2 separate regions of the Sus scrofa genome follow, and region 1 is linked to region 2. A link is a contact called in public Hi-C data. All regions are on one chromosome and are shown on one strand. The core of a region is the stretch at or near the end of the contact, and the rest is flanking DNA. Distances in the headings are between cores, read along the strand shown. Region 1 overlaps RABGAP1L (rab GTPase-activating protein 1-like). Region 2 overlaps RABGAP1L (rab GTPase-activating protein 1-like).

Region 1 (3,058 bases), core at 501-3,000, 94 kb after region 2:
GAAGACATACACAAAGAACCTTTAAATAAAATGCTACTCATGATGCCTCTTGAATTTATGGTATTTCTCAAAATAGAGATCTGTTTCTATACCAGATTCAGATGCCTTAAATATCCTAAAGAATACACTCTCAGTTATTTCTGAGTTAATTAGTTATAGAATTACGGGCACTTATTTCCTGTTTACTAATTGTTAGGCAGTTGGCAATATCTTTATAGCTTTGAAGCCTCCTCCTTAACCAACCTCTTCCTGCGTCTTTTAAAGACCTTGGAAGGGTGTGAATCTGAATTGCTCTCCTCCTCCTTCCCATCTGTCGAAATCTTAGTTGCCCATTTCCCTTGTGAAGCTTGTTCTACCCACTTCTACTCGCAATGATTTACAGATTAAAAATACTCTGAAAATTTAGGTTGTTATGGATTATGTTTTGAACATTATCTGATTAATTTCACTTAAGTATTTTTTGCACTATGTCCAGTCTTTGAGCAAATAGGCTATCACTAACATTTTCTTTTTCTTTTTCCCAGAGAGCAGCATGCAGTACTAGTTCTCCGGTATCAATATAATTAAATCTATAGTCTTGACTTGACGAAACTGACTGTCTTATTCCATTTCCTATAAAAGCTTATCACCAAGATAGGATTAAATGTGTACAAAAATGTATTAGGGTAAATGTCTGTGAGAGAAAATGGGAAGGAAGCTGAGGGAGCCATTGAACCACAGTGATACTGTGACCCAAAAGGAAGAAGAGAGGAAGGAAGGTTAGATGTAAGTGTCTTAGACTCTAGCGCACTTCTAAGGAAGGTTTGGCAAGGCCACTGGGGTTACCTGTTAGTTCCCACTTGTCTCAGAAGCTTTCTTGTCTTAGTGTTCTTGCTGTGCTCACTCATTAATTAGGAGAAGCCCATGGCAAGTGGGTCTAGTGCAAAGATAGAGATGGAGCTTCAGGCACAGCAGTTGGGACCCTTGGTCACTATTGTTGTTGGAGGCCTGAAAGGTACATTTTCATGGTCACAATACAGTTATCTTAGATGAAAATTTAATATATGTAAACTCTAAAAGGGCTCTCTATTTCTACCATTTCCTTCCTCTGTAAAGTAATTTTATTCATGAAAATTATCCAGGTTGAACTCCTTCAGAGCATGGATGCTGCTTTTCTTTATTTTGCAGAGTTCCATCGTAATGTCCTTTCTGTACCATTTTTTAAAAATCAAAAGCTTGAGAATGTAAACTAAACCCTCTGAGTAATTTACCATAATCACACAGTAGTTTCTTTAATAGGGACATTAAAAAAATTTTTGTAAAGAGGTGGTGTTGTTTTACATTTCCTTAAAAAAAAAAAAAAAAAAAAAAACCTGTGAGCGTATCAGTTCACTTTGAAATTGTTGCCAAGGGCTTTTTTAAAAAGGTGTTATATAAAAGGGAACTTACATCTAGGAATTTTGCCAGCACTGTTAGATAAGAAAATTGCTTTGTGAGTGATTATTTGTGAATATATCTAGTCATACACATTTATCGTCACCAGTGTTTAGATTATTTCATATCAGTGAAGCTGTTTTTAGAGCTTATGTTAGTACTTTCCTTTTTATCATCATATAGAACAAATTTAAAAACCTATTTTAAGCTCCAGGTTTTTATTATTAGAATCAACAGACACAATGATCCTGTCAAATTTGTTTATATATGTGTATGTATATTTTCATGTTTCCATATATTTTTTAAACAATCTTAAACTTAGAGTTGCTGGTACAAAATTTTATTTTCCTGTACTATTTGAAGGTGATTTGCCAACACGATGCCACATCACTCCCAAATACTTCAGGATGCTTTCTAACAAGCAAGAATATTCTACCTCCTAACTTTAATACAACATCCAAATCAGGAAACTAACATTGATATGTTGCTGCCACTTAAGCCTTAGTCTTTTTTCAAGTTTCACTAATTTTTCAAATATTATCCTTTATAGAAAAAAAGAATCTAGTTCAGATTTCAGTTTTCATGCCTTCTTGATCTCCTCTATCTGGAACAATTTCTTACTCCTTTTTTTTTTTTCTTCATTTTATTGACGTTGGTGCTTCTGAAGATTATAGACCAGTAATTTTTTTAGAATGTTGCTCAATTTGATTTGTCTGATGTTTCCTCATGGTTAGATTTAGGTCATACGTCTTTCGCAGAAATAGCATAGAAGGAATGATTTAGTGTCATTTCTTCCTTGAGAGTAGCACACAGTTGTGGCTTTTCCAGTTATTGATGATGATCACTTTGATTACATAAAAAAAGATACTATTTACTAGGCTTCTCTGCTATGAAGCTGCCCTTTTTTCCCTTTGTAATTAGGATTTTATGAGACAATTTGTCACTATGTAAATATCCCATTCCTTATCAGACTTTCCATTTATTTATTAATTATCATACTCAAATGGACCCTTGAGTCCTCATTTTATTCCAGGGATTATATTCTCTTACTATCATTACTTATTTTGGTGCTCAGATTGTCTTCAATTAGATTTTAAAGATCTTCAAGTGATAGACATACTCTTATCACTCTTAGACCACTGCCTTTCTTTCTGGCTTAAAAAGATGTTCCAAGCTTTTTTTCTCTGTCCCAGTTCTATAATTATCCATTTCTCCAAGGAGCCCAGTTTTCTCTAGTCAAAAATGGTAAGAAACCAAGATCTGTATGTGAGGTGTATTCACCGCTATTGGGGTTTCATTGCCTACAAGTCATCTCCGTGGACAGGTCTAGTAATGTATGTATATATAAATATATTTGGGTATATTTAAGCACACAAACATACATTTGCATCCATTTTTTGAGATATAATTCACATACCATAAAGTTCACCCCTATGAGTAAGTCGCAGTTTAGTGGTTTTTAGTATATTCAAAAGGTTATGCAACCATCACCACTATTTAATTCTAGAACATTTCCATCACTCCAAAAAGAAACACTATATCCATTAGAGGTCACACACTGGAGTTCCCGTTGTGGCTCAGTGGTAATGAACCTGACTAGTATCCTTGAGGATGTGGGTTTGATCCCTGGCCTTGCTCAGTGGGT
Region 2 (3,272 bases), core at 486-2,985:
AAAACATTATAGATCTATGGTGAACAAGCAATATCCCTCCAATTCTAGGGGGCTATTGATATAAATTCTAGGAAGGCAAATTTTTTAAGTCTATATCCATAGAAATATACACTGTAGAAATACATAGTAGCAATCAGTCAAAGCTGTCCTGTTAAACTTCCCCTTTCCTTAATAAAAAGTGAAAATTCAGCTAAACCACTATAAATGCTTTGTGTTTATAGTAGATTCCAGATGGTACCTCACTCATCAGTAAATTTATTTCTCTCATGAAGCAGTGTTCCATTCCCAGAGAATATTCCATTATAAATCCCTAATTGCTTTTGTTTTATACCTTTATTGAAATAACATTGTTTTAGATGTTATTTTGCATTGACATAATGTTTTTATATCTGATTTTGGTTAGCATTAATCAGTTAAGAATACTATTGATTTTTTAAATGGGAAAGCTAGGAAAAAGCTTTAGATAAAAAATATTAGGACGTCAAAGGGTTAAATCATTTGTTTTTTTTTTTTTTTTTTTTTTTTTTTTGCCTTGAAAGACTTTGAGTAAGATATTGATAGTATTAGGCCAGTTGTTTTCAATCCTGATTGTTTTTGGTATGTTTGTTTTTAACTCCCCCAAGTGGTCTTAACATACAATCAGGATTGAAAACCACTGGCCTAAAACAAACAAACATACCAAAACCAAAAACAGGAACCAATACTAAGATCCTGCCACCTGAGTTTTTGATTTGTATGGTCTGGGATGAGGCTCGGGCAAGAGCATTTTTAATAACTCTCCTGGTGTTTCTGATGTGTGGCCTGGGTAGAGAGTATTGGACTATCCATCTACTCTGTTATCATCTCATTTTAGGTATTAAATATACATTTATTACTGTCATATTGCACAACTCCAGGGACACCATTCAGATGGTGTCCTATATAAATGGCACCTACTTCAGGAGTGAATGGTGCCTCCTGAAGGTGGCTGTTGGTTATATAAACAAGCAAATGGCTTCAGTAATTCCTGATACAGCAATAATAAGAGTACTAATATAGGAATATATAATATGGCATTTGCCTGTATACATTCCTCTTCAATTACAATATACAAATGACTACCTTCTCAAGTCACTTGTTATTTAAAATCAGTAACGGTGAGACTGAGAAAAGGCCTGTGTCTTACAGTAGCTGAGGATCCAAAATATCCCAAGAGAAATAATGGGAACTGTGTTGAAATGGAAATTTGCATGGGGCTTCAGAACAGAGAGAGTGGGAAAGGGTCAGGTACAGCAAAAGGGCTTTTTCATCATTAAAGAGCTTATCTCTTTAAAACAGCACAGGAAAATATGAGTGATTATAGAAAGAAATGCTTCATTAAATATCATTAGAATAAAAACTATGTGGTACAACCATGGAGCCTTTTGCTAACATGACGAACGTACATTGCTAACTGTGCTTAGGTTCTTTACATTTTAATTAATCTTCAGTGATGTAAAATCACTGGGCTCCAGCAACGGTTTGATTTCAAGCCTGTTTATAAGGCTAGGACAAAATGTGACTTTAGGCTCACTCCACACCATTGTGTATGCTTTATTGTGGTGAATTTCAAAACAGCAGTTAATTATAGTAGGACCATTTCTGTTCTTCACTTCATTATCTCTGTCTTGCACTATTATTTTCTGTTGCTGCTGGCTAAACAGAATCAGGCCTGGCACCAGTGAAGTGTGAACACAATGCCAGCACTGCATTCAGCACAAGAATAGAAAGGCAGATGGCAGATTTTACTATTTATAGTTGGAGCCAATTTGCCTGAGGTGAGCCCTGCTGAAATGGTTCTTATCAAGAATGTTTTCATTTATTAAAGGGATAAGGAAATGAAAGCCAAATAAAAAATCTGAGTCCCCAGGACTCTGAGAGCAAAACTCTTTGCTATAGATTGGAAAGCAGTTTTAAGTATTGATTAGATGTTTATGAACTGAAAAATTATATATATTTTCTCCCTATTCTCAAATAAAGACTTCAGGTTAGTAGCATGCTTCATGGCAAAACTTGAAGAATTCATTTTTCAGTGAAGTTGTGTTGTCATAGCAACTTGATACAGAGTGAATTTTAATTATTAAGAATAAAATAGGTATATGGTAATAACTAATTATTTAATACCATCAAATATATTAAATATATTAAAGTGTGACTGTCTTTTACTTTCTCAGTAATCATTTCTTGACCATAAGAAAAAAGACAAAATAATAACTGCTTCGTGTTTGATTCTTTATATTATTTTTCTTAAAAGATTGATTGTTTAAAACTCTGATAAATATTTTATATTATCAGCACATGGAAAGTTTGTATTCAAAATTAAAATAGCATGTGAATTACCTAGGCTTTCTTATCTTTTAGGCATCTGATTTTAAAAGTGTTTTATTATCAAGAACATAATGAGTTGATAACTAAAACAACCTATTAAAGAACTTAGAGGGGGTTCCCACTGCGGATGAGCAGGTTAAGAACCTGACTGGCATCCATGAGGATGCAAGTTCCATCTCTAGCCTTGCTCTTTGAGTTAAGGATCCCACATTACCACAAGCTGTGGTATAGGTCATAGGTGTGGCTGTGGTTGTGGTGTATGCTGGCAGTTGCAGTTCAGATTTGACCCCTAGCCTGGGAACTTCCATATGCTGCAGTTGGGGCCCTAAAAAGAAAAAAATAAAATAAAGAACTTAGAATTTAGGCAGCTCAGTTGATGTGAAATATAGTAGTGAGTTAGTGGCAAGTTAAATTTATATTCCACAGGAAATAAAGAATTTTTATTAATAGGCTAAAGAAATTCATTTAATTCAACCATAGCCATTTTTCGATTGGATGTACTGGAATTTAGCAGATTATTTAGTCATATTCTCAATTATGCCAAAACATCTGTCCATTTTAAATCATGGTGAAATATTTGTCATATGAGTTTATTGGTTTTATTTAGATGAAATAACCAGTTTTCACTTTTCTCTGACTTGTCCTCAGAAGGAACTTATAAGAAGCTTCTTGCTTTGTGAATCTTATATCATTATTGAAATACAGTAAAAAAAATAAAATAAAATAAAAAGGGTTTCTAGTTAGACGTAACAGATTAAACACATGTTGATAGCTCAGGTCCTTCCCAAAACCCTTTCAAAAGGAAAGTAAAGGGGCTTTAAAATAAGTAAACTCAGGAAGACAAGGAAAATGGGAGAGGAGATAAGTTATAAAATTTGGAAGATGGAAAACAGATGCATGAGTGCTAACTTAGCAGACCTGAGAAA

The links. Hi-C and Micro-C count contacts between places; a contact is called where the count stands out from the background.
Region 1: a Hi-C map of heart right ventricle shows a contact between it and region 2, with 2.1 times the contacts expected there. The contact joins two enhancer-like sites. A contact is called at or near these places in 2 of 47 Hi-C or Micro-C datasets (fetal heart ventricle and heart right ventricle).

What each region holds. Positions count from the first base shown.
Region 1 is chr9:116,796,056-116,799,113 of Sscrofa11.1, forward strand. The region is part of intron 14 of RABGAP1L (rab GTPase-activating protein 1-like); the gene reads left to right. Among named protein-coding and RNA genes, the nearest start is that of GPR52, 160 kb to the left of the region's middle. Within about 2 kb of position 1,751, at least 2 of the 83 cell types and tissues checked have an H3K27ac peak or open chromatin away from gene starts, as enhancers often do.
Region 2 is chr9:116,702,491-116,705,762 of Sscrofa11.1, forward strand. All of the region lies in intron 13 of RABGAP1L (rab GTPase-activating protein 1-like), which reads left to right. Among named protein-coding and RNA genes, the nearest start is that of GPR52, 65 kb to the left of the region's middle. Within about 2 kb of position 1,736, at least 7 of the 83 cell types and tissues checked have an H3K27ac peak or open chromatin away from gene starts, as enhancers often do.